5 separate regions of the Mus musculus genome follow, and all the other regions are linked to region 1. The links are chromatin contacts, called in public HiChIP or PLAC-seq and promoter capture Hi-C maps. All regions are on one chromosome and are shown on one strand. Each heading gives the region's core, a stretch centred on a gene start, on an enhancer-like site or on the middle of the called end of the contact. The rest is flanking DNA. Distances are from core to core; before and after follow the strand shown. Region 1 holds the start of Flt3 (FMS-like tyrosine kinase 3). Region 2 has its middle 15 kb from the start of Gm10858. Region 3 holds the start of Mtif3 (mitochondrial translational initiation factor 3). Region 4 overlaps Gm35541 (a long non-coding RNA gene). Region 5 holds the start of Flt1 (FMS-like tyrosine kinase 1).

What was found. Promoter capture Hi-C pulls out the DNA fragments that hold promoters and counts their contacts. HiChIP or PLAC-seq counts read pairs in DNA pulled down with a chosen protein or histone mark. Capture Hi-C pulls out chosen DNA fragments and counts their contacts.
Region 2: a contact with region 1 is called in a promoter capture Hi-C map of embryonic stem cells, with 5 times the contacts expected there. The contact joins the enhancer-like site here to the promoter of Flt3 in region 1. A contact is called at or near these places in 8 of 39 promoter capture datasets (the 3T3-L1 cell line, embryonic stem cells, hippocampal neurons and 3 more), 1 of 484 Hi-C or Micro-C datasets (embryonic stem cells), 4 of 115 datasets of contacts at active chromatin or transcription factors (bone marrow-derived macrophages, craniofacial prominence, pancreatic cancer cells and 1 more) and 1 of 9 other capture datasets (embryonic stem cells).
Region 3: a promoter capture Hi-C map of liver shows a contact between it and region 1. The contact joins the promoter of Mtif3 here to the promoter of Flt3 in region 1. A contact is called at or near these places in 5 of 39 promoter capture datasets (the 3T3-L1 cell line, the C10 cell line, the HPC-7 cell line and 2 more), 1 of 484 Hi-C or Micro-C datasets (B cells), 1 of 115 datasets of contacts at active chromatin or transcription factors (acute myeloid leukemia) and 2 of 9 other capture datasets (liver and macrophages).
Region 4: a contact with region 1 is called in a promoter capture Hi-C map of hematopoietic stem and progenitor cells, with 2.4 times the contacts expected there. The contact joins the enhancer-like site here to the promoter of Flt3 in region 1. A contact is called at or near these places in 10 of 39 promoter capture datasets (the 3T3-L1 cell line, the C10 cell line, the HPC-7 cell line and 5 more), 2 of 15 datasets of contacts at CTCF or cohesin (large pre-B cells and pro-B cells), 19 of 484 Hi-C or Micro-C datasets (B cells, the Ba/F3 cell line, the G1E-ER4 cell line and 12 more), 12 of 115 datasets of contacts at active chromatin or transcription factors (the 230-238 cell line, acute myeloid leukemia, bone marrow-derived macrophages and 5 more) and 2 of 9 other capture datasets (adipose tissue and embryonic stem cells).
Region 5: an H3K4me3 HiChIP or PLAC-seq map of embryonic stem cells shows a contact between it and region 1, with 42 read pairs. The contact joins the promoter of Flt1 here to the promoter of Flt3 in region 1. A contact is called at or near these places in 19 of 39 promoter capture datasets (the 3T3-L1 cell line, the C10 cell line, the HPC-7 cell line and 9 more), 2 of 15 datasets of contacts at CTCF or cohesin (large pre-B cells and pro-B cells), 33 of 484 Hi-C or Micro-C datasets (B cells, the Ba/F3 cell line, the G1E-ER4 cell line and 13 more), 7 of 115 datasets of contacts at active chromatin or transcription factors (acute myeloid leukemia, embryonic stem cells, microglia and 1 more) and 1 of 9 other capture datasets (embryonic stem cells).

The regions. Positions count from the first base shown.
Region 1 is chr5:147,397,760-147,402,637 of GRCm38.p6, reverse strand. It overlaps Flt3 (FMS-like tyrosine kinase 3), which reads left to right and starts at 2,149. Exons shown (of 24, transcript NM_010229.2): 1 at 2,149-2,418. The coding sequence starts at 2,373. Gm26597 (predicted gene, 26597) reads right to left here and starts at 3,084. Exons shown (of 2, transcript NR_165432.1): 1 at 2,739-3,084; 2 at 719-1,851.
Region 2 is chr5:146,909,813-146,914,690 of GRCm38.p6, reverse strand. No RefSeq gene overlaps it. Among named protein-coding and RNA genes, the nearest start is that of Gm10858, 15 kb to the right of the region's middle. Within about 2 kb of position 2,175, at least 50 of the 459 cell types and tissues checked have an H3K27ac peak or open chromatin away from gene starts, as enhancers often do. A contact at or near this core is called in embryonic stem cells, liver, pancreatic cancer cells and 1 more, where this site is marked.
Region 3 is chr5:146,961,660-146,966,537 of GRCm38.p6, reverse strand. Mtif3 (mitochondrial translational initiation factor 3) reads left to right here and starts at 2,741. Exons shown (of 4, transcript NM_001256102.1): 1 at 2,741-2,815.
Region 4 is chr5:147,739,708-147,744,585 of GRCm38.p6, reverse strand. Gm35541 (a long non-coding RNA gene) reads left to right here. Exons shown (of 4, transcript XR_868712.1): 3 at 1-213; 4 at 1,431-2,391. Among named protein-coding and RNA genes, the nearest start is that of Gm35541, 11 kb to the left of the region's middle. Within about 2 kb of position 2,340, at least 29 of the 459 cell types and tissues checked have an H3K27ac peak or open chromatin away from gene starts, as enhancers often do. A contact at or near this core is called in acute myeloid leukemia, bone marrow-derived macrophages, hematopoietic stem and progenitor cells and 1 more, where this site is marked.
Region 5 is chr5:147,723,401-147,728,278 of GRCm38.p6, reverse strand. Flt1 (FMS-like tyrosine kinase 1) reads left to right here and starts at 2,268. Exons shown (of 30, transcript NM_010228.4): 1 at 2,268-2,608. The coding sequence starts at 2,545.

The DNA.
Region 1 (4,878 bases), core at 900-3,399:
CCACACCACTTTGTTCCCTGTAATAACGACTCTGAGGGTAATTATTAATACATACTTAGGCCATAAGCTTTGGCTTGTTCTCCAACTAGCTCATAACCCAATTATCTCTCTTATTCTATATTAGTTCAGCTATGTGGCTGCTTTCCGGGCAAATCTCCTGTGGCTAACTCTTTCCCAGAATTCTCTCTTTTTCTCCCAGATGTCCCACCTCCTATTTCCTGCTCCAGCTCATTGGCCACTGACTTCTTTATTCATAGTGATGCTTATAAGAGATTCTATCGGAGCTGGGGGTGTAGCTCAGTAGTAAGAGTGCTCTGGGTTCTGGGGTCCTCATGGTTGTATGGCAAGCTCTTTACTGACTCAGCCATCTCCCTACTTCCACTTTCCTTTTTTTTTTTTTTTTTTTTTTTTTGGTTTTTCGAGACAGGGTTTCTCTGCATAGCTTTCGCTGTCCTGGAGCTCACTTTGTAGACCAGGCTGGCCTTGAACTCAGAAATCCGCCTGCCTCTGCCTCCCCAGTGCTGGGATTAAAGGTGTGCGCCACCACGCCCGGCCCTTTTTTTTAAGATAGGGTCTTGCTATGTAGCCCAGGCTGACTAATGCTCTACCTGCCTCCGCCTCATGGCATTATGGGTGTATAGCAACAAACCCAGCTCTAGAAATTTTTTTAAGTCAATTATTGTAATTGCAAATGTACCAGGACTGGAAGATCTTAGCGTTGGTGTCTTCTCTTTCCATTTTATTAAAGGGGAAAGCCTAAAAGCAAACTAAGCAAACAAAAACCTGGTTTGAAGAAGTGATCTCCCAAGTGAAGGCTGGCCTCTGAGAACTGTCCTGGGATGGGCTGGACCTAAGCTTTGTCTTCTGGTTCCAGATGAATAACCGATAACCACAGATACACATCTCAGCAGCCTGAGCACCACATGTCTCGGAGAGTGAACTCTCCACACCTGGAAGGTTTTGGGTCTGTGTTTCTTTTTCTTTCCCTTTTTCTTTTTCTTCTTCTTTTTCTTTTACTTTTTTTCTTGCTGATGATATAACCCCGGGCCTTGCAAGAGCTAAGCTAGCAATCTACCGGTGAGCTACATCTCTAGCCCCACAAAGCTATCAGATGATTAAAAAAAAAAAAAGATCCATGAATAGGCTGGAGAGGTAGCTGTGTGGGAATTGCCCTCCCTATTAAAGATGAAATGTGCTGCTTTACATATGTATATTTCTCCGTCTGGCCGCTGATCAGTGGACAGTCTCACTGTGGTGTGCAGGAATGTTGGAATGTTTCTTCATGCTCCTGTTGCAATTCCAGAAGTGGAATCCATGCGTCGGGCACCTGACCTTAAAATGCCTAAAGCACCAAGCCCATGTCATTTTCCACAGTGGCTGCCCGGAGGACGTCACTTTGAAGTTTCCCCTAGCGGGAAGGCTGATAGTGCTGTGGACTGAGTGGAGGAGAAACAGTGTTGTTAGTGTGCTTGTATGCTCTCAGGGGTCATGCCTGAAGAGAAAAACGATGAAAAGAATGAGGAGCGGAGGACTGCTGTGATGGAGCGATATTACTGACGTCATTATGGGGAGAGAACTAGGACACAGAGGACAAATGGCTCAGGAGGGTTCCTTCATGGGGAAGCCAGGGCTGCTATCCTGTGCTTTCAATATTCAGCTTGATGCACGGGAAATAATTGTTACCTAGAGACACTATGAGACTAAAAGCCAGAACTAGGAGGTGACAACTCCAAACATCCTTTGAGGTGCACGGTCTAATTTGTTTGGGTGTCTGTTTAACCTCTCTAATTTATTGACCTTGAAACCGCGTCTGCTTTTCTGGGTCGGAGGTGGATGGGAATCTTGGACATCCTATAAGAAAGGACAGGGAGACAAAGAAAATCAGTCCACAATGCAGATCTACCAGATGTGGAATAAAACTCACGGGGTTACCAGTGTATGGCACCGATTCAGTGCCCATCACGGGACATCAAAGATCCCCGCGCATGAAGAAGGAGGTCTGTGTGTCACCACTCTTCTCACCCTTAGGAGTTTAAAGCAGAGGTCCGGGGACTCAACCACGGAGTCCAGGCAACTTCCCCAGCCGAACCGCACCCAGTCTCCCCTGCCGCAGTCCCGGTGCCAGGAGCGCAGGCTGGGGACCACGGCGGGCACGTGGGATCGGCTGCAGCACTGCGCCAGTTCAGCCCGCCTAGCAGCGAGCGGCCGCGGCCTCTGGAGAGAGGTTCCTCCCCCTCTGCTCTGCACCAGTCCGAGGGAATCTGTGGTCAGTGACGCGCATCCTTCAGCGAGCCACCTGCAGCCCGGGGCGCGCCGCTGGGACCGCATCACAGGCTGGGCCGGCGGCCTGGCTACCGCGCGCTCCGGAGGCCATGCGGGCGTTGGCGCAGCGCAGCGACCGGCGGCTGCTGCTGCTTGGTAAGGCCCCTCACCCCCTCTGCACCCCGGCCGAGCGCGCATCACTCCCTCATACCCACCGCGCGCTCCCCTCGCCGCCGCATCACTCCCCTCTTTCACGTCCCCCCTTTCAAGCGGTGAACTTGGCTTTGGTTTGCCCACCCCTGCCCTCACCCTCCTCCGCAGCGCTCCTCTGCAGCTCAGTCCCCAGGCCACCGCGCCTGGGCTTGGGCTTGGATGCTCCGTCAGCCTCTGAGAGTCTTCTTCAGCAGCGCAGGTGGCCCGAGACTCCCTGACCCGACCTCTGGGTACTATAGATTCTCGAGCCGGTGCGTTCTCACCTCTTTGAGATGTAGGCTGACAGAGCAAACTAATGGGAAAACTGCGAGCATCCTCTGCTAGAGCGGTCATCCCTGCTAACGACCCCCACCTGTACCAATTTTCGCTTCACTCAGTGGCTAGTTACTTTGGAAATACTATGCAAAACAGATTTATAAATTTAAAAACTAGCTACCCTTCCCCTCTCCATACTTTTCTTATTTTAGGATTAAACCCTAGTGACACTTTCAAGGACTCCTAGGACTACTCTCCCAAGTTGCCTGTTCGGGTAGAAGCATAGCTGTGATTGAAAATAGTAACTAACTATAGGGGGGAAAGTCCCCATTCTGCCCAGTTCTAATCGGTCTCGCGTCAGCTTTCTGTTTGGGAAGACAAGGGGGTTGGATTGAGTTGGAGTTGGAGACAGTTCTAGAAGTCGGGGGTGGGGGTGGGGGGAGATCAGGCCCTGCCCTAGTTTTGCAGCCTTCTGAGGCACTCCTGGCTTGGCCTCAGTCTGCCCAGTGGCCTATTTCCCCTTCATTTCCAACATTTAGGATTCTGGCTTGAACCTTCCGTGACAAATAGAGAAAACATTTTGCAACATTAAATGAGCAGAAACGGTTTCCAATTACTTTAAAAAAAAAGATGATAAAATTAAAAAATGTAGGCTATAAAGGAAAAGGATGGGGAGAACGCTGTACCTTTCTTAAGCGAGTTGATGCACAGGGACATCTCAAACGCATGGCGTGGCGTGCTTTTCTTTTCAGGCTCTATTAATGCAAAATGGTTAGCTTTGGCTGTGTATGAGATTAGATTAGTGACTTTCCCATAGCAGAGATGATTTTTCTAAAGGGCTAAAGGGTTCTAGGGAAGTAACTCAGAATCAGAGTAGGACTTGCAGCCATGCTCAAACCGCACTGAACTCCTTCGTAGGAAATGTCTTAGTCCCTCTCCAGATTCAAAGCGCAACACATGTGCAAAATCTTCTGTGTCCACTCCCCAGTTGTTATATATCAGTGTACCTACATAACCACTGTACGTCAAGACATAGAGTGACTCAGCTTCCAAGTTACCCCCACTCCTCAAACTCACTCTATATCACTTTTGCCAGTTGGTGAGATTTACAAAGAGCAAATCACTGTTATACCCCACCCCTCTCCTTCAGTGCTGGGGCTCAGACTCCAGGCCTCACGTACATGTGGCTTTATTTGTGTTGGGCACTGCTACTTCAAAGAGAGGATTTCAATATGACAACAAACGAGAGACTGTCTCTTCCATTATGGCCGAGGAGTTCATAGAGCAGCAGGACACAGTCTTGTTGCTGACGTTGTTATTGGTTGCCTTGGCTACTTTTCTATTGCAGTAAAGAGACACTGTGACCAAAGCAACTTTTATAAAAGAAAGACTTTCTCGGGGGTTTGCTTACAGTTTTCGAGGGTGAGTCCATGGCTCTTCTGGGGGCGGGGCTGACACAGACATGGTAGGCAGGCTGTGCTGGAGCAGTAGCTGAGAGCTCAGATCTAGACCCACAAGCATGAGACACAGAAAGCTAACTGGGAATGGCTTGGGCTTTTGAAACCTCAAAGTCTACCCCTAATGACATACCTACTCCATCAAGGCCACACCCAATCCTTCCCAATTGGTTTTATATCTGTGGCACAAGCATTCAAACAGATGAGCCTAAGGGGGCCATTCTTCCTCAGAACGGGACAGTACACTCCCTGGCCCCCACTTGCTGGCTTTTAGCCCTGTCATCATGCAAAGCGCATTTAATCCTACTTTGAAAGTCCCCATAGATCGCTTCTCGGCCTTTTGGCTAAGATCAAGTGAAAGTCCCCATAGACTCTCAACACAGTTTAAAAGTTCAGAGTCCCTTCTGAGACTCAAGGCAGTCTCTTAATTGTAATTCCCTGTAAAATCAAAAGCCCAAAAGCAAAGTGTGTACTTCCAACATACAACGGTACAGAAAATACATTTTCATTTGGAATGTGAAAACGAGAATGTAGTGAAGAAATACTGGATCAAAGCAAGACTGAAGGGCAAACTCCAAATCCTGTGCTCTGTCTGATGTCAAAAGCTTAGACAGCTCTGCCCTTCCAGCCTCGCTGACTGTGACACACTTCTCTTTGATGAGCTGGTTCTTGGTCTGAAGCTGTCCTTGGC
Region 2 (4,878 bases), core at 926-3,425, 490 kb after region 1:
CTCTGAGAAACGAATCCCCAAACCAATCCCCTACAATCAATCCCCTAGCCTGAGAGGGGTGACCATAGAGGTGGGGAAAGCAATTTATAGCCACACAGCGCCACCTGCTGCTCACCACGGAGTAAAGAGCCCAGTGTGAAATCAGGGAGAGCCGTGGACTCTGAGCCCCAGATATTGAGGGAAGTTAAGTGTGGCTGTGCTAGTTTGTCCTGTGACGTGTGAGCATAAAGGCACCTCGGGGGATTGGCTGCATCTATAAATGTCTGCCAACTGGGAGCCATCTGATAAAATGGGAGGTTTGAGACACATGTTGACTCACAGACAAGGCTCTCTCCTGTGTGCTCTGTGTGTCGAGAGCGGACCAGACCAGAAAGCCAAGTAGAAAGTGGCCTTCTCTTTAATGACTCTAGGAAATGGCACTTGTAGGCACCAGACTGTCTAGGGATGGGCTTGGAGATTGAGGTATAACAAGCCTACAGCTCACTGACTCACAGGCTCCTGCTGCTAGCATTCCTTTATAGAGAAGACACAGGGGAGGGTCAAGGAAGGGTGTTTTAAGGTTTCCCTTGCCAGAACCCACAAGACCAGGTCAGTGGTTTCCAGCACTCTTCAGAGTGGGTGAGGCATCTTGGTGCCCAAGGGAGAGGAGCGGTGAGCACCATGCAGCCTGCCACTGTGTAGACAAAGCAAGCCTAAGGAGCAGTCTATAATCCTGGCAGGCCTTATTCCGTGAATGCCACTCACCCTGCTGTGTCTGCTGTCTGACATCTAGATGTCAGGGCTGGGGAGGGCTAAGGGTGCTCCGTTTCACACTCAACGCCTGTCGGGGACTTTGCAGGTGGAACCAAATATTAAACACAGGCTGCTGGACCCTTGATCTGCTCAAATGTAAGAATTTTGAAATCTACAAACACTCCCATATGGGTGAAGACACCATGTGTGGGATCTGCTGGAAGGACCGGCCCAGTATGGTTGCTGGCCCAACCTCTCTGGATCAGGAGCTGCATGTTTGGGCCTGTCAGACTCCATGTCACATCTGAATAGGATACAGACAAGCATCCCAAACCACCAGCTCCCTGTCTGGAAGGATTCCTAGTAACACACCCGTAACTAAACCGGCCCCATAACAGGGGAAGCCTAAGGCTAATGGTTCTCGACTTACAGGGGTCTGCTTGAGGGTGGCTCCTCCTGATGAGGCGAAAGCAGGTGCTTTCAGGAGAAACAGGTACTTCAGGTTTTAAATGTGGCTCTTCTCCCTGGCTAGTGACATGCAATTTGATGCTCTTTCATGACGTGGGGGGTGGGGGGCGCAGATAGCAGTGATCTCAGCTCCCAGTCTATCCTGCAACTGATACATTGGGCCACAACCACATGCTAGATCTCTTCAGGGTTGGTGGACCACAGGGTTTTCCACTTAGGGTGTGTCAGCCTGGTGTATTTTTATTGAGGCACAGCCTGGTCATTACTTACGATGCAGCTGGCAATGGTGGTGCTTTAATCCCAGCACTTGGGAGGCAGAGGCGGGTGGATTTCTGTGAATTCGAGGCCAGCCTGGTCTACAGATGGAGTTCCGGGACAGTCAGGGATACACAGAGAAACCCTGTCTTGATCTCCACCACCCAAAGATGCCAATGGCTACTGGGAGTAGACAGTGTGCCAGACTCAATTCTTAGTTCCTTAAGCTCATTAGCTGAATTAGCCCTCCCAACACGTTCCTTACCTCTATTCTATATGTGAGCACACTTGGTTGCTGCACACAGCTTAAACCACTTGAAGGGGACCCAGGACATTCAGCCCCACCAGTCCTCCTGCTAAAGCTTGTTCAAAGCAGTCTGCTCCACTTATTTCTACGGGGAACAAGAGGGTGCCCTGGTGGAATAAGGACCAAGCAGCCATAGTGACAGTGGGGCAGAGGGTGGGCACCCTTTTCGTGATCTTTCCTTTTGCCTCGGGTAGACATCTTTGCACTTTCTCCTGTGTACAAATCGTTTCAGGATTCACCTTGTTTTGCTTTTCACTTGTTTCCCTTGAGAGATCCTGAACCAAGAGGGCGGGGGGGGGGGGGTGGGGGGGAGCAGCGAGAGCCACTTCAGCAAGCCACTTCCGGTTACCTGCTGCACCCTCCGGGGCAGCCAAGCGACACAGTGGCTAGGTCAGGGCGGTCTGTTTGCTGACTGCAAACAAGGGCCCTGCTGGGGACGTCAGGGGAGCAGCTGCTGAGTGCCCAGCGAAGCTCCAGTGTGGTTTGTAAAGTAAACGGACTCTAATTTGGACAAATACGGCAGGGGCCTGGAACTCAGGACAGATAAAGTTGCAAGGAAGTGCTGACCTGGAGGGACAAGGTTTCCAGGCCCCAGTGGGAAGTGGGAGTGGCCCAGGAATGCCCTGAACCTCCCAGAACTATAGCCTGCTCACAGCCATTTGACACCTTAGGCATTAAACAGGACATTTGTAGGAGAATGGGGAGGGGAAGTGGTCCACGGAGGTATTAAGTGTCTGTTTATAGTTACATCACCTTGTAGGAAACGCAAGTTCACTTAAGTCTGAGGTTTAACATGTCTATCCTACAGCTCAGGCAGGCACGAGAACATCAACTAGGCATCAAAATTTTCCTTTATAGTTTGTGTGTGTGTGTGTGTGTGTGTGTGTGTGTGTGTGTGTGTGTGTGTAATTGTCGAAAGGGAATGGAATTTTGTAGGAGAGAGCAGAGTGGCTGGCCCAGAGTGAGTGCTCAGTAGATGGCAGCAGATGGATGGTGTCTCATTTACAAGTATTCATTCAACAAACACAGTGCTTGTAGCAGAGTCCTGCTTCCCTAGCTCAGCCACAGCCTTCACTACAGCTCTGCTCCCTTGATGCACAACATCATCATGACATTTGGAAATGTCTGGAAACGGTAACGGTAACGAACTCGTCCAATTACACAGGGTGGTCCCAGGTGCGTGGTGAAGCCACTTGGCCACACAGTCGAGGGTTGCTACTCTCCAGGCACCTGGTGAGGTCAAACTTCAACCCAAACAGCAGTTTCCTTTAGGTGCCCAAGGCCAGCTCCCTCACCTCCTTCTGACTCTGCTGAATATACTGCCTCCAACTGTTTCATGCACAGGCGACAGGCCTCATCTAGGACCAATGTCTGCCTTTCTTAGGCTCTGGGAGGAACAGTGTGACTGAACAGTTCCCCTCTTCTGAGGAAGAACTGACTGGAGAAGTGTCCATTCATCAGGAGGAATTCCACAGAGGTTATTGGAGTGCCTCGTAGCTCCCCAGGATGGGTCCCTACAGCAGGGCGTGGCACTGAAGTCAGAACTCTCCAGGACAGGAGGCATCAGAGGCTCGAGAGGGGTGACCTGTGCCGGGCAGGCAGGAAGGGTCACTGCAAAGTTTCTATGAAGTTGGCTCACTCCAGAGAGGCTCATTTCATTCCCAGTGAACCACAGAGGTGGTCCTAAGGGCTGAGTCTCCATGGTAACACTATCGTTGGGCTTACACTGCTTGCCTAGCTGTGTATCCCCTGCACCGCGTATTCACCCTTCTCCATGGCTAGCCTGGTCTCTTGCCTGGCTACAGGGCTACTGCAGGAGCTGGAATTTAAGGAACTAAATCTCAATTTCAATCTGTGATCAGTGTCACAAGTCCGCCCAGTCCTCTCCTGCAGGATAACTATAAAGTTCGGACCCCACCTGACAACCCCTGATGGGTGCCAGGTACCCTGGCAAACAAGTCCCAGTATTAGAGTAGAATCGAGGAGCCTGAGGCTGCCAGAGGAGGCCCAATTTGTTGTTTAGAAAGCAAAATATTCTCAAGATGGTTGGTGATGATGATGGCCCAAGACCACAGATGTGCCCGGTGTCATTTAAAAGTGGTTCCACTGGGCCTGGTGCCCCAGGCCTGTAACTCCAGCTACTCAAAAGTTGAAGAAGGAGGAACTCAAGTTCAAGGCCAGTTTTCTTCTCAAAAATAAAAAATGAAAAAAGAGGACTGGAGAGGTGGCTCAGCAGTCAAGAGCACTGACTACATTTCCAGAGGTCCTAAGTTCAATTCCCAGCAACCACATGATGGCTTATGACCATCTATAATGGGATCTGATGCCCTCTTCTGGTGTGTCTGATGAAAGGACAGTATACTCACATACCTAAAATAAATCTTTAAAAAAATAATTGAGAAAAGAGCTGTGACTGTAACAGGAGAGGGCTTGCCAGACATACACAAAGTCTGGGTTGAATCCCTAGTGACATATGTGCACACACATACACACATACATGCTCATGACATATATGCATGCATGCACACACAAACACATGAACGCATGCAAGCATACACACGAAAATGCCAATACAGACTCATTCAGACATGCATGCACATGCACAGATACACACATGTGCATGTATGTGGCACAGACACACTCAAAGATGCATATGCACACATACTCACATGCACACAGGTATGCATTCACACACGAATACATACATATGGTGATGGACTTTATGTTGTGTGCATTTTGTCATAATGAAGGCCATGGTCTAAATTTAAACTGAGCGAGTGGGCTAGGTTGATTGCTAGGAAGACTAGGAAGTGATCAAAAAACAAAATCTTAAAAGTCACTTCAGCATGAGGAGACAGTTGACAAGGTGACCAGGCCATAGAGACCACATGTGTATAGACCAATGGGCTACCTCTCATCTCACTGGCCCATTCAGTCACACTTCCCCCTGCTGAGTTGGGAATCTTCATAAGATGTTTGTTCTCGATGTCTCTCACACACAAATGAGTTCTGCGGCCTCTCGGGCATCTTTCCTTCCTTGTCCTCACCTCCATAAGACAGCTGATTATTTATTTATTTGTTATGCTTTTTAGGGACCTGCCTGTCTCTATCTCCTG
Region 3 (4,878 bases), core at 1,492-3,991, 440 kb after region 1:
AAATCTTAATATCTGTCCTTTTATGACCGACAAGCAGAAACTGTGCCTTGGCAAATAGGAGGATGAATGCAGCAAGGCAGTCTTGGGGGCAGGTTGCTTGTTTTACCTACTGTCTTTATTCAAGAGTCTCTGAATCCTGTCATAGCCAAGCTGAACCCAACGTTCCTAATGGTTGCTTAAAATAGGCCATCTCCCATTTCACCGTGGCTAGAGCAGAGTTCAGGATGTGAAAAAACAAGGCTAAAACAAGATGCTGGGCAGGAAGCTGCAGTTGCCAAGAATGTCTGTCTGATTAAATTTCTTGAACCACAACCTTATCAAAGGCTAAATCCTTTGTTCATCTGTTAAGTGCATCGTTGGTGTCTATTAGGTGTAACACATTCCTTTCATCCAGCTTACTGCACGTTTTCAGGGGCAGCGTCTCTTCCTCAGTCACTGCTTTGGCGGAAGGACATTAACCAAGTAGAGGGTTGTAACACCAGACTGGGTCAGGTTTCCTTTTTCTCTTTCTCCCCCCCCCCCCTCTTATTTTTCAGTACTGAGGGTAGAAGCTGGGCCTTGCTCATGCTAAGTAAGTATTCTTGCTCTGGGGTTGGGGATTTAACTCAGTGCTAGCAGGTACTAGGCCCTACACTTACATAAGAAATACATAAAACAAACAGTCTGGGTGGTGGGTTGAATATGCTTGGCCCAGGGAGTGGCACTATTTGGAAGTGTGGCCTTGTTGGATGAAGTATGTCAATGTAGGTGTGGACTTTAAGACCCTGGTCCTAGTGGCCAGGAAGCTTGTCGTCTCCTGTTTGCCTTCAGATCAAGATGTAGAACCCTCAGCTCCTTCTCCAGGGCCATGCTTGCCTGCAGGCTGCCGTGCTTCCTGCCATGATGATAACGGACTGAACCTCTGAACCTGTAAGGCAGCCCCAATGAAACCTTGTAGCTTATAAGAGTTCTTGGTCATTGTCACTGAATTATTTCCCCAGTCCCCTTCATTCTCTTTAAAAATCTTCTTAAAATCATTTTTATTTATGTTTATGTATGTATACGTGTGCCCATATCTCTGTGTGTACACCATGTGCGTGCAAGCACCTTTTAGGTAGTAAGAGGCCACTGGGGTTCTTGGAACTGGAGTTACAGGCAGTTCTGCATGCTGGGAACAGGATCCAGCCTCTCTGAAAGAGCAACACCCTCTTAACCACTGAACTATCATCCCTCCACTGAGCTATCATCCCTCCACTGAGCTATCATCCCTCCACTGAGCTATCCCTCCAGACTTCTTTTTACATTCTTGATTCTGATCAGGGTGTAATGATGGGACGAGTCATGTATCTTCTCCATGTTCAGTCTCCTCATCTATAAAATGGGCAATGATGGGGCTGGAGAGATGATGGCTCAGCGGTTAAGAGCACTGTTCTTCCGAAGGTCCTGAGTTCAAATCCCAGCAACCACATGATGGTTCACAACCATCCGTAATGAGATCTGATGCCCTCTTTTGGGGTGTCTGAAGTGTACTTATATATAATGAATAAATAAATCTTTTTAAAAATGGGTAGTGATGGCAGTGTATCATGAGGGTGTCTTGAGGATTAAACTAACTCAATACAGGCTAAGTGTTTAGAACTGTGGTGCTTATGGAAACTTTATCACAAATGTGAGCACTTACAACTGTTATGGACCTGTCTATCCAAGAGGTGGTCTCCACACTTTATTTGCACAACTATGCTTCTATCGTCCCATGGAGGACTAATGCTGGCAGAATAAAAAGTATCTGTAATTCTTCATTTCACTTAGGAATGGCTGACATGCAGAGCCCAGCCCTGGCCTTTGGATCATAAAGAATTGCTTCAGCTTTTGCCTGTCACAGATACAAGGCTCATGGGCCAGAGGCTGTGATCTGATGAAGAAAGGGAGACTTGGATGCGGCTCTAAAGCTATTTAAGGATGACCCAGGTTCCTCACCTGCAATAAAAGGATGGTATTTTGATGTACCAGTAATAGTTGCAATCAGATATTACCCTGATTGAGTTATTTGGTGAGGATTAAACAAGACAAGATGTATAAATTATATGTTATAGACACGTAGTCTGTAAATGAGGGACATTCAGCGGCTTCTCTAAGGAGTTCCCTGTTGAAGAATGGGGAAAAGCAGGGACTTAACGCCAAAGTAGGGGACAGTCAACAGCTTGGTAACAAGGGTGCAGGGCCCCAATAGCCTGAAAGTGCAACACCCAGGGGCTCGAAGTTTCTGACCATCCTCTTGCCTGACTCTGGCCAATGCGGTCAATCATCCCACATGTGGGTGGTCTGTTATGATTTCTCCCAGTTCTGACAGTAATCGAACCTGAATCCATCTCTTTTTCTCAGAAGAGAGCAATCTTGAGAGCGAGGGTTGCACCCTGCTACCCAGCTAGAGCTTCCACTAAACCAGATCCGCAGGTGGCAATAGTTTAACACCGCCCTGCAGTTGTCTAGCACTGTAGAAGGCATTATTCAACATTATTAATGTAACTGGCGGAAGCGATGCAGTGACTGTTCCAGGGACTCTATATTTTAGCGTTCACTTGGCCTTTGGAGCAGCAGGTTAGTAGCAAATCTCTCAGTTTCACTCAGGCCTGCTGCACGATTCTTTTTTTTTTTTTTTTTTTTTTTTTTTTTTTTGTCGGAGGGCTTTATTCCATTAGTGGAATCCGCAGGCCGCAGCTGCACCCTCCCTTTAAGGGACTCAGGAAGTTCCGCCTGCTACGGAAGCCGACGCGGTGCTCCGGCGGAGTCCAGGTACGGACCTGCTAGTTCTTCCTGCTCGCCTACCCCGGCCCAGGTAACGCTGAGGTGAGGGCTTGGCGACGGGGCTGAGGTGGGAATGCATGTCCTGGGAACATTCTGTGCAGAGAGCCCTCCGTGGACGTGGGGTGGCGGCAGCACCAGCCTTCGGAGTCGAGACCAGTTGCCGAGCTGCCAATAATCACTTGCTCGCCAGCCTAGCCAGTTTCGCTGTTTGTGTGCGCGCGCACGCTCCTTCCACGGATTTGGGGGGCAAGGTGGGGGCGTAGGACAACTGGCATCCTGGTGGCATGGCGTCCTGGTGGGCGTGTCTGCTGCGGACCCCTTGTGAGCGTTTTGGGATTTTTTTTTCCTTTAATTTTTGATGTTTTTGCAACAGGGTCTCACTATTTATCTCTGGCTGTCCTGAAACGCACTCGGTAGACCAGTCTGACCTCAAACCTATAGAAATCCTCCTGCCTCTACCTCCGAAGTGCTGGGATTAAAGGCGTGCACCGCTCGCCGTGTCAGGACTTTTGAAATTCCTTCCGGAATTGAAGGTGAGAGAATTCAGTCATAGGATGAAGCCAACGTCATTTTCGCAAAATATGGATTCTACTAGAACCCATCCTTTCCTTCGGGAGTGAATATAAGCCCTCAATATGTCAATGTGAGCTTGTGATTATGAAGTGTAACGATTCAGAAAAAAAGTAAAGAAATAAGTGGTAGAAATAAGCTCCCGTCAGGCCATATCCCGTCAGGAATAAAGCCTTATCCCTCGGAGGCAGAGGCAGAGGCAGGCTGATCTGTGAATTGGAGGCCAGCCTGGTCTCCATAGTGAGATCCTGTCTCAGAGAGAAGGAAAGAAAAAAGAAATCAGTATCATTAGGTTGAAGAGCTGCTCAGTAGGCAAGGCAGAGTTCAGTGTCTGGAACCTAAAGGTGGAAGGAGAAAACTCAGTCCACAAGGTTGTCCTTTGACCTCCACACTGGCACCATGGCATGGGTGCCCAGACACATCAGACAGACAGGCAGACAGACACACAAGCACCCTTACCCACTGAGCCATCTGGCTGGCCCTGAATCTTTGCTTAGTATTAGATAGTGTAGGCTGTGAGCATAGTCAACACGTTTCCGAGTTAACTGATACAGTTTCATAATTTTTAGTGTTGTGAAGGCTGCACTGATGAATAGTGTTAGTGTGTTTAGGCTCACTTTAGAAATTATTGGAACTCCCGTACTAATCACAAGCCATAATTTATTATTTATTATTACTGTTGTTGTTGATATTGTATTAGGAAACTCAAGTTTGGAACTCAAGTAGCAATTTTAAAAATAAAACATTGTAATACATTACAGCTTAGAGATACTCTAATTGGGTTCATACTGAAGAATGTTAGCAGAAAAGTATTGAAAGGTTTTTTTGTTTGTTTGTTTTTTGTTTTTGTTTTTTTTCGAGTCAGGGTTTCTCTGTGTAGCCCTCCTGTCCTGGAACTCTGTAGACCAAACTGCCCTTGAACTCAGAAATCCACCTGCCTCTGCCTCCCGAGTGCTGGGATTAAAGGTGTGCGCCACCACTGCCTGCCTGTATTAAAAGTTTTAAGAGCAGAAGACGGTGGGAACCATAAAACGTTGCAGTTGATATTCTGCTGGGGCCTTGAATTATCAAAACATGTGTGAGCTGTACTTGGCACTCATTGCCGTTTGAGACAGTGAGAACCTTGGAGATTTTGGTTTGACCAAAACTAGAGAAATAAGTAGATTAGTGTTACAGAAGTCTTCAGAATTTTACATTTGTAAAACCCTTACTTGTGGTTCTTTTACACACAGGCTGTGAAGCTAATGGTATGTATGTGTGTAGGTACATAGTAATATGTGTGCCCAGTTTGCTTTCTATTGCTTCGAGAACTACCATAGCAAAAAAGCAGACTACTTGGAGAGGAAAGGGTTGATTGGGCTAGCTGGTCCAAATCATAGTTCACCACTGAGGGAAGTCAGGGCAGGAACCTGGAGGCAGAAACCAAAACAAGACCACAGAGGAACACTGCTCACTGGCTGGCTCCCCGTGGCCTCTCAGCCTGCTTTTTCACACCACCCAGGAAGGGTAGTGCCCACAGCGGGT
Region 4 (4,878 bases), core at 1,091-3,590, 340 kb before region 1:
GAACCACTCAGAGCTATTGTGGCAGTTCCGAGTATAAGGGATTGGCCTGGTGCTGCTTGTATTCAGATGCTAAATTCTGTACCCCGAGGTCTGGTTGCTCCAAGAGGAGCAGACCCTCACATATACCAGCTTTTGTTGTATAAACCCTGCCGCCCAAGTTATCTGTGATTGGCTAATGAAGATGCCTACAGTGTGTAACTGGACATAAGAGAGGTAAGCCGGGGTTTGTGTCCAGGACCTGGGGGCTGAGTCAGGGACCAAGACGAGGAGGAGGAGGAGAAGGAGGAGGAAGAGAAGGAGGAATAGGAGGAAGAAGGCACCATGGGGTAGGTGGATTGTGAGTTCGTGTTAATGAGGGCTGGCCTGTTGAAGTAGGAGTGGCCCAAGCAGAACATGGCAAGTGACATCTTGGGAATATTGACAGGGAAGATGACAAGATAGCATAGAGGGTTGATACCTGCCTGTGGGTCTGCATTTTGCTAGGGTGTCAGAACGCTGATTACATGCCACTCGGGGGTGAAACGCAGGGGTGCTAAAGCTGCGTTTCTTCCGTGCCACTGGGGTGCCAGCCTCCTATGCACGCTTAGGGGAGGTGGAACACAGTCTAAGATAAGGGTCCCATCCCGTGTTTCTCCAGGTGAGAAGCAGCAGAGACTGGGACGTAGATGTGGTTCTTAAACTCCTGGGCACCCAGATGCCACTGGGAACTTTGAGGAGTTGAGAACAGGAGCCCCACAGTCCTGAGATGACTTGGGGTAGGGGTGGGTTGGGGGTGAGAATCAGGCTTAACTAAGAGTGCATACCAGGATCGTGGAGGGGCTAGAAGAGAAACCCTCTATGGGGTACTTAGGCACGGCTCTGTATGACCAAGGCCTCCCCCACGGCGGTCCTTGATGAAAGAGACAGTCCTTGCTTGTCCAAACTGCTTTATTCATAGCGGATGAGGATACATATGACTGACTCAGGGTGAACCAGAGGTTAAATCCCTTTTGCAGGAAGGGATGCCCAGGAAGGGAAGCTCATTGGCTTTAGCCTATGGGGCCTATCTAGATGCCTCATTAGCATGGAGAACTCTAGGCTCTATGCTACCTGGCTGGTTGTCATGGTCCTCTTAACGGGGTGCTGTGATCACATGCTCCAGGGAGCTAGTTCAAAGCTCCACCCTTCACAGTCATGAGTTTTATCAGGCTTCTGAACTTTGCTGCAAACTTACCAGTTCCCCTGTCTGGTGGCACAGTCCACTGCCCCACATCTCCCTAGTGCTATGAGGCTTATTATAAATCTAAAAGGTTTTGCGTCCTTAATTTGGGGACTATATGGTCTAAGTGTGGTAAATAATAATAATAATTTATAATAACAATAGTTACCACGACGTCCAAGGCTTGTCCTACCCAAAGAACTTAAACTTCTTTTAAATTCTAACTCTGCAGATGGAGACAGTGAACGCAGATGGAGGAATGCGTCGTGTGAAAGAAGAAGAAAGGAAAATTCCTGAGGTGTTAGGAGGGGCTCAGGCTGAGAGAGATGTTCGGCATGTCCTGTACATCCTGGTCAGGACACTTAGCAAAGGTGTGTTCCTGTGCTTCTGAAAATCCAGTCAGAGTAAGAAGCAAGTGCTCTCTGCCCCAAGAAATGATATTCCAGCTCCGGATACGAGGGGCCAGCCAGGTCTCCTATTGTGAAACATATTTCACAATACCAAGTCTGCCATAAACACATACTGATTTCATTTGTCAATTAGAAATAGAAAGAAATGGGTTGGAGGAGGACTCCTAAGATGTGAGAGAAGGGGATGGTCACTAGTGTCACCGGGTTTGGAGGAATTCGTTTGGAAATGATGACGAGTCCCAGTCAGTACGTGCAGCCTGCAAAAAGGGAAAGCTTGTCTGAGACTCTGAGATGGATGGTGCGCTCTTAGCTGCTGGGTTACTCATGACTTGGAGGCTAATGGCTTCCTCTTTTCAGATGCGCAACTTCCCTGGTGTCTTGCAGGGCTTCATGTTTGGTTGTTTTGTTTTGTTTTTAAAGCAGATCATGAAAATGTATAACTTTTAATCATTCCATAGAAATATTGAGTGGAGCTTCTTTGGCAAATACTAGGAAATGCTTAACTAAATGCTTAGGCCTTGAACTGTTGTGGATCCTTAAAAAGCAGCGGTGGCTGGAGAGATGGCTCAATAGGTAAGGCTGCAGAACAGAATTCTATCCCTGGAACTCACATAAAAGCAGGGGAGAATTTCTTTCAGAGTTGTTCTCTGATTTCCACACACACATATCACGCATACTTACTGTATTAATAGCTTTTTTTTTGGAGACAGTCTCAGTATGAACCCAGGCTGTCCATCTGCCTACCTCTGACTCCTAAGTGCTGGGATTAAAGGCATGTACTGCTACCATCACCCAGCCAACTCTTCTTTTTAAATGTGCATTGGTGTTTTGCCTGTGTGTGTGTGTGTGTGTGTGTGTGTGTGTGTGTGTGTGTGTGTGTGCACGCTCATGTGAGGGTGTCAGATTCCCTGAAACTGGAGTTGCAGATAATTATAAGTTGCCATGTTGGTACTGGGAATTGAACTCTGGTCCTCTGGAAAAGCAACTAGTGCTCAAAACCCCCAAGCCATCTCTCCAGGTCATATTAATAACTTTTTTAACTTAAAAAATAGTGGAGAGATGGCTCAGTGGTTAAAAGCACTGGCTGTTCTTCCAAAGGACCTGTGTTCAATACCAATCATCCATGTGGCAGCTCACAGCCGTCTGTAACCTCGGTTCTAGACGACCTAACAGCGTCACTCAGACATGCATGCAGGCAAAACACCAATGCACATAAAATAAATAATTTTTTTTAAAAATAAAAAAGATAAAACAGAAAGAAAGAAAGAAAGAAAGAAAGAAAGAAAGAAAGAAAGAAAGGAGAGAGAAAGGAAGAGAGAGAGAGAGAAAGGAAGAAAGAGAGAGAAAGGAAGAAAGAGAGAGGAAGGAAGGAAGGAAGGAAGGAAGGAAGGAAGGAAGGAAGGAAGGAAACTGAGCCAGGTGGTGGCATATGCCTTTAATACAGCACTTGGAAGCAGAGACAGTCAGATCTCTGAGTTTGAGGCTATCTTGGTCTATCTGCAGATCAAAGTCCAGGACAGGCAGTGCTACCCAGAGAAACCCTTTAGAAAGAAAGAAAAAAAGAAAGAGAGAGAGAGAGAGAGAGAGAGAGAGAGAGAGAGAGAGAGAGAGGAAGAAAGAAAGAAAGAAAGAAAGAAAGAAAAGAAAGAAAGAAAGAAAGAAAGAAAAGAGAAGGAAACAAAAAAGGAAAAGAAACTGAAAGTCAACTTAAAAAGGAAGATTAAAAAAACTTTACTGGAGTTCCCCCTCCCTCCTCCTCCCCCTCCTCCCCCCTCCCCCTCCTCCCCCTCCCCCTCCTCCCCCTTCTCCTCCCCCTCCTCCTCTTCCTCTCCATCCTCCTCCTCTCCCTCTTCCCCTTCTTCTTCCTCCTCATTATTTGGGCATTACTAGGGACTGAACCTCAAACATGCCAGGCAAATGCTCTACCAGAGCTACATCCACACCCTCTTTCCTTTTATTCTGAAACAAGGTCTTGCTAAATTGCCTGGGCTAGCCTTTGACCTCTGTAGGCTCTGCAGGCCTTGAATTCACAGTCCTTCTGCCTCAGCTCTCCCCGATCCCCCAGACCTGCACCACCAGGCCCTACCCAACTTTAGTTTGAGGGAGGAGGGGCAGCATTAGGTTGGTAGGGCATTGCCTCTCCTTTTTTTTTTTTTGACTAAGACCAAGTGAAGAGTGATGACATGTTCCCTCCCGACATGCAAGCAGCACCCTCGTCACCCCCAGCAGGCTGACACACCTCTCACGTCGCTGGAGCAGCATGGAGGGTACAGTTGACATTAAAGCTTGCTTTTGGTGTCTATGTGGGTTGGAGTCACCCCATTTACACCACCCAGCTAAGCAACTACCAACCTAAAACTGAAGCCCAGCAAAACAAAGTCAGGTGTTACAGGCCTGTGAATCCAGGTACTCCAGAGGCTAAAACATGATTGTAAATCCAAGGCCTACAGAGGCTACAAAATAAATTCAAAGCCAGTCTAGCAATTTAGCAAGCCTCTGTTTCAAAATAAAAGTAAAGATTCTGTTGACAAAAATCCAATAAACTGGATGACTTTAAACTACACAAATGTTCCTAGCAGTGGTGGCTTATGCCTTTAGCCCCAGCACTTGGGAGGCAGAAGTAGGTAGATCTGAGTTTGAGGCTAGCCTGGTCTACTGATTGAGTTTCAGGACAGCCAGAGCTGGGAGAGGAGGGAGGAGGGAGGAGAGTCACTTTCTCTCAGGTTCCAAATCTTCCAAACAAGGATCCTTAGGCATATGCAGACATTGAAACACACGGAAACAACATATTCAGTAATGATAGAGTGATAATTAACATTTAAATAACATTTTTCAAGCCAGGCATGGTGGCACACCACTTTAAATCCAGCACTCAGGAGGCAGAAGCAGGAGATCTCTGTGAACTGGAAGCCAACCTGGTCTACAGAGTTAGTTTCAGGCCAGGGTTACATAGTGAGACCCTGTCACATAAACAAAGAGTAAATTGCAGCTGTTTGGATAAAAATGCCCCCCCAATCCCCCACCCCACCCTGTAGACCCGTAGGGAGTAGCATTATAAGGAGATGTGGCCTTGTTGGAGGAAGTGTGTCACTGGGGGAGGGGTTTGAGGTCTCAGAAGCTCAGGCCAGGCCCAATGGTTCAGTCTGTCTTCCTGCTGCCTGCTGATCTGAATGTAGAACTCTCAGCTCCTCCAGTGCCTTGTCTTCCTGTATCCTACCAAGTTTCCCACCAGGTGATAATCTAAACCTCTGAACTGTAAACCAGCCCCAG
Region 5 (4,878 bases), core at 1,019-3,518, 330 kb before region 1:
AAAGGGTCTTAGCCCTTTATTGTCCATATCAAAGTGAAGTTGAAATGTCCAATGAAACAGTTTGTATCATTTTAAAATTCTTAATAACAAAAATAACAATAACAACCAATGCAACCTACAAAAGAAATATTGGTGTGGAAGTTGTTGGCTGTAAATTAAAAGTCTGGGGCTTTTCAAAAGAGTTGGAGAAACGTATCGAAAGCCACAGCATATAAACCTTAGCTACTTCAATTACGAGGCCATTAATCTTAGATAATTGAGCGATATTTTAGCATTGTTAATGCACAGCTTAAGTTATAGATGGTTTTGGCTGTCGGTCAAATACCTGTCTGGCTTCATGATCCCATAAAGTCATTGTGGGATCATTTCTGGCAACAAACTCATAAGGATCTCCTTGAGTATTTAAAGACATCAAAATGCCTTTTGAAAACAACGCATTAAACTAAACCTTTGGGGACTGTACATGCAACACTTCCCCCAAGTTGGTAGTTCCCCTCGCTGGTCTTCCCCTACAATAAGCCATGCCCGTGTTTCTGTGCTCATGGTGGGCTTCATACCCCTCTAGAATCGTACACCTCCTTCACGTTGTGTGTCTTGGTTTCTGTCGGCCTGCTCAGCGCAGCACCTCCAGCCTCAGTGGCGATGGGTTTCCAATTGGCAAGCTCTCCCCAGCCCAAACACCTGCCATTGCTTAAAGGGGCTGAGCAGACCTCTTAAAAGATGCGTGGGCGTTAGGATAGCTCTTAGGGGAGACAGGGACAGTTTGACCGTGTGGGTGTGTCAAGACCGTCTGAGGCCGGAGATTCAGCTGGGAGAATTATAACTACCTAGTGCGGGCCATCCTGCATGATTCCTGATTGGAGAGCAATTTGAGGCGCCGGAGGCAGAGGGCAGGAATACTGACCCTAGTGGAAGCTTGTAGAGAAATCAGAATTGGCTGGGGAAGTCCGCAGGTGAGCTTAGGCTCACAGCGGTCTTTCCCTTCTGCTAGACCATGAAGGAGAAAAGGAATCTCACTTGCCCTGGCTCAGAGGCTCCCGGTGCCCTAGTAGAGCTGCGGGTGGTGGTGGCCCAGACTCTCTTAGGAATGAGGCAACTCAGGTTGCGCAACCTTCCCTACCGGAGGTTTAGTCTAGTCCTTCAGGAAAAGCCTCTGGTCCCATTTAGGAGCCATTTTATCACGGGTATCTGGCAGGTTCTATTGAGGCTATTTTTCAAACCTGCAGTATTTACAGGGACAAGACTGGGCTGCTCCGGGGAGGCCGGGACGACTTCAGCCTTCCAGTTAATGGATGCATAATTGAGGAACAACGTGGAATTAGTGTCATCGTAAATGATCTAGTGTCTCAAGTTAATTTCACCCGTTTTTTGTTCCAAGAACATTCGAGTCAGTCATCTTGGCTAGCCGGCTTCCACCAAAAAGATTTGTTTTCCATCCAGCGTTTCAGACCTAGAGTTCAAGTTCTTGGCCCTTACAAGTTGCAGGAGCGTGTCTCACGCCTTGGCTTTTTTTTTTTTTTTTTTTTTTTTTTTTAAGGTAACATGTTATTCCTTGTTTTGCTTCTAGGAAGCAGAGGGTTGAGGAAATGGCTTGGGCGGGTGCATTAATGCAGCCGAAAAAGACACAGACTCCCTCCCTTGGGACCCGCGCGGCCCCGCGCTCTTTCCGAAGGTGCCTGGCAAGGCGTCCGGTTCCCTCGGACGCTCCGGGTCCAAGTGCCTTAAGCGGAGGGTCTCTGGCGCCTTCCTTCGCTGTCTGGCAACAGTCTGGCGGGGTCAGGGACCGGCGGGACCGCTCGGGAGAGGGCTCGACTGCGCCTCGTTCCTCGGTGCCAGGGACACCGTCGCGGGAGGCGCGGCCAGCTTCCCTAGGATAAGACTTCCCGCCCCGGGGGCAGGGCGGTGCACTTAGACGGTCCCCTCCTCAGTTTCGGGCGGTCACCAGAGCTGAGTAAGCTCGGTGGAGGGAGCTGGGTAAGGATTTCCTGAGAGCGATGGGCAGGAGGGGCTGGGGCAGCAGAGCACAGAGCAAGGACCCTGAACCTGCGAACCTGTCCGGCGACCCGCGCGCCTAGCGCCACCGCACGCGCGCTCTGGCCCCCGGGCTACCCGCCCTCGCCGGCCCCCGCCCCTCCGGGAGGAAGAAGAGGGTAGGTGGGGAGGCGGATGAGGGGTGGGGGACCCCTTGACGTCACTGGAAGGAGGTGCCGGGGTAGGAAGTGGGCTGGGGAAAGGTTATAAATCGCCCCCGCCCTCGGCTGCACTTCAGCGAGGTCCTTGAGAGGCTCGGAGCGCGGTGGCGGACACTCCCGGGAGGTAGTGCTAGTGGTGGTGGCTGCTGCTCGGAGCGGGCTCCGGGACTCAAGCGCAGCGGCTAGCGGACGCGGGACGGCGAGGATCCCCCCACACCACCCCCCTCGGCTGCAGGCGCGGAGAAGGGCTCTCGCGGCGCCAAGCAGAAGCAGGAGGGGACCGGCTCGAGCGGCTGCGCCGTCGGCCTCGGAGAGCGCGGGCACCGGGCCAACAGGCCGCGTCTTGCTCACCATGGTCAGCTGCTGGGACACCGCGGTCTTGCCTTACGCGCTGCTCGGGTGTCTGCTTCTCACAGGTGAGGCGCGCCAGGGACCATGAGTTGGAGTTCGGCGGGGATGGGCAGCCACGGGGTGGTCCGGGGGAAGCGAGCTCCGGCGGGAGCCGGGGACACTTGTAGCAGCGGGTACGCCTCGGGACACACGTCTTCCCCTCCACCCCCCAAGTGGGCGCCGCTGGAAGTTGGCATCACCGCTTAGACTCTCCTTAGCTCCACGCTGGGGTCAGAGCCAGAGTGCCTGCCGGGTGTAGCCGGAGCCGCTAGTCCCCTACCGGGTTCCCGGGTAGGCGCTCACTCCTTAGACTCTGGGAGTGCAGATCACCACACGGGTGGACCTTTCAGCATCCAGAGCCTGCTCCTAGGCTGCAGCAGAGTCCTCAAGGGCTAGTTGGAGCAAGCTAGATGTCAGAGAGGCTGCCCGGGGCTGGACAGAGGTGGGGTCGTTAGCGATGAGCTCGCTCCACCAGAGCAAAGGAGGACGAAATTGGGAGGGGTCCCGTGCCCGCGGCGAGCAGATGGAGCCCAGAGAAGGGCCAGCTCTGACTCCCGTACCCGCTTGGGTCCGTCCGGAGGAAGCTGGGGAACGCACAGTCTGCAGGGTTTCTTCCCAGCAGTTCGCGGAGCGCCGTCTCCCGGGTGGGGCCTCCGCGGTGTGGGGCGGGTGTGCGGTCCAGGTCCTCGGAGTGAGTGAGTGACCCAAAGCGACCCGGCAGCAAGTTTTGGAATTTTAAGCCCTACCTTTAGGTTATGAATCTAGAAGAAAAAACAAAAAAACAAAACCACCTGACAATTTAGACTGAAAGCTGTGGTTTAAGTAGTAGGTGAAGTTTGCGACCTCCTAAATCAGCGTTCTCTAGGATATGAAAAGCGCGGGGCGGGGGGGGGGGGGCGACCGATCAGGGGCCGGCAGATTTTAGGAGCATTTAATGTGGAGACCGTCGTCATCCAAGGGTCAAAAAGCTGGAGGGACCTCGGGAACTCTAACTCCAGGTCTGCAGGCGGGAGGTCCCTTTGCGCAGAGACGCATACCAGAGCGTCTTTATTTAAACCAGCGTGGTTGGGAAAGAAGATAGAGACTAAAGAGTCAGGTAGAATAGTAGTGGCCCCAGAAAGAAAGGCAGCAAGGTTTTAAAAGACAGTAAAAATAAGCCTTTTGAAATGGGAAGACTGTACTTCGTTTCAAAGTAATGAACAGGGGTTTATAATTAAAACGGACTAAAATGGCAAAGCCAGAATCCGACGTGGCTGGTTAGGTTCTAAAATAATGATATTAAACGAGTTATTGTATTTTCTATTTCACAAATATTTTCGAAGAGCTGCTTATACGGAAATGCAACCGCTTAGAGAGTTTAAATACTGATTTATTATATAAAGACAAAACTAGCTTAAAAAATTACTGCAAACCCTTAAGTTACAGGGTGGGGGGAACAGGCGTTTTATTGGATTTTCTGCTTGACACATGTCTCTACTTTTTAATTTTAAAGCGTGGTTGGTTTTGGCTAAGCGTAATTTTATCTGTGTTTTCGAACAGTGGAGGCAGATTGAAGCAGTTCAGGGAAAGTGTACAAAGTCGCTTTGCGCCGCTAGCCAGGCGCTGAGCCCCATCAGGTGTTCTAGCCTCGATATTTATTAGTTACCAACGCCCTAACTACCATAATTACCGGTCCTCTCTGTAGCTATCGAGACCAGTGTCTCTATAAAAGTTCAGTCTCCTCTTCAAGGCTTAAGACAACACACTCTCGTTTAAGTCCACACCCTTGATTAGCTCCACACCAGTGTGCTCTCTTGCGCTGGCTCATCTCTCTCATCCCCTCTGTCTCTGTCTCTGTCCGGCTCTGTCTGTCTGTCTGTCTATCTGTCTGTCTGTCTTACGCGCCGCTCTCTCTCTTTTCCCTTCCCCCTCATTTCCTCCTTCCCTCTCTCCTTCTCCTGTTCTCCCTTACTTTTAAGCAGCTGACATTTAGAGTTTGGTAGAACTAATTAGAAATACTTAAATTGTGAGCTTGGGGTGTGTGTATTGTATTCCCAATAGTAACTCTGAGTTAAAATAAAAATTATGCAAATAGTAGCAGCCAGGTGTGAGTGCCCTGTCTGTATCCTGAGAACTCAAGGCCTAAGGCAGAAGGGTGGTGAGTTCTAACCAAGAGTGGACATTGGCTATGGAGCCAATTAAAGTCAGCCTGAACCACACAGGGAATCCCTTTCTCAAAAATAATAATTAATAATAATACCTATTCCCAAATTGGTTAGAATGCATTTTTTAATATATAGTTTTACATAGTGATTTC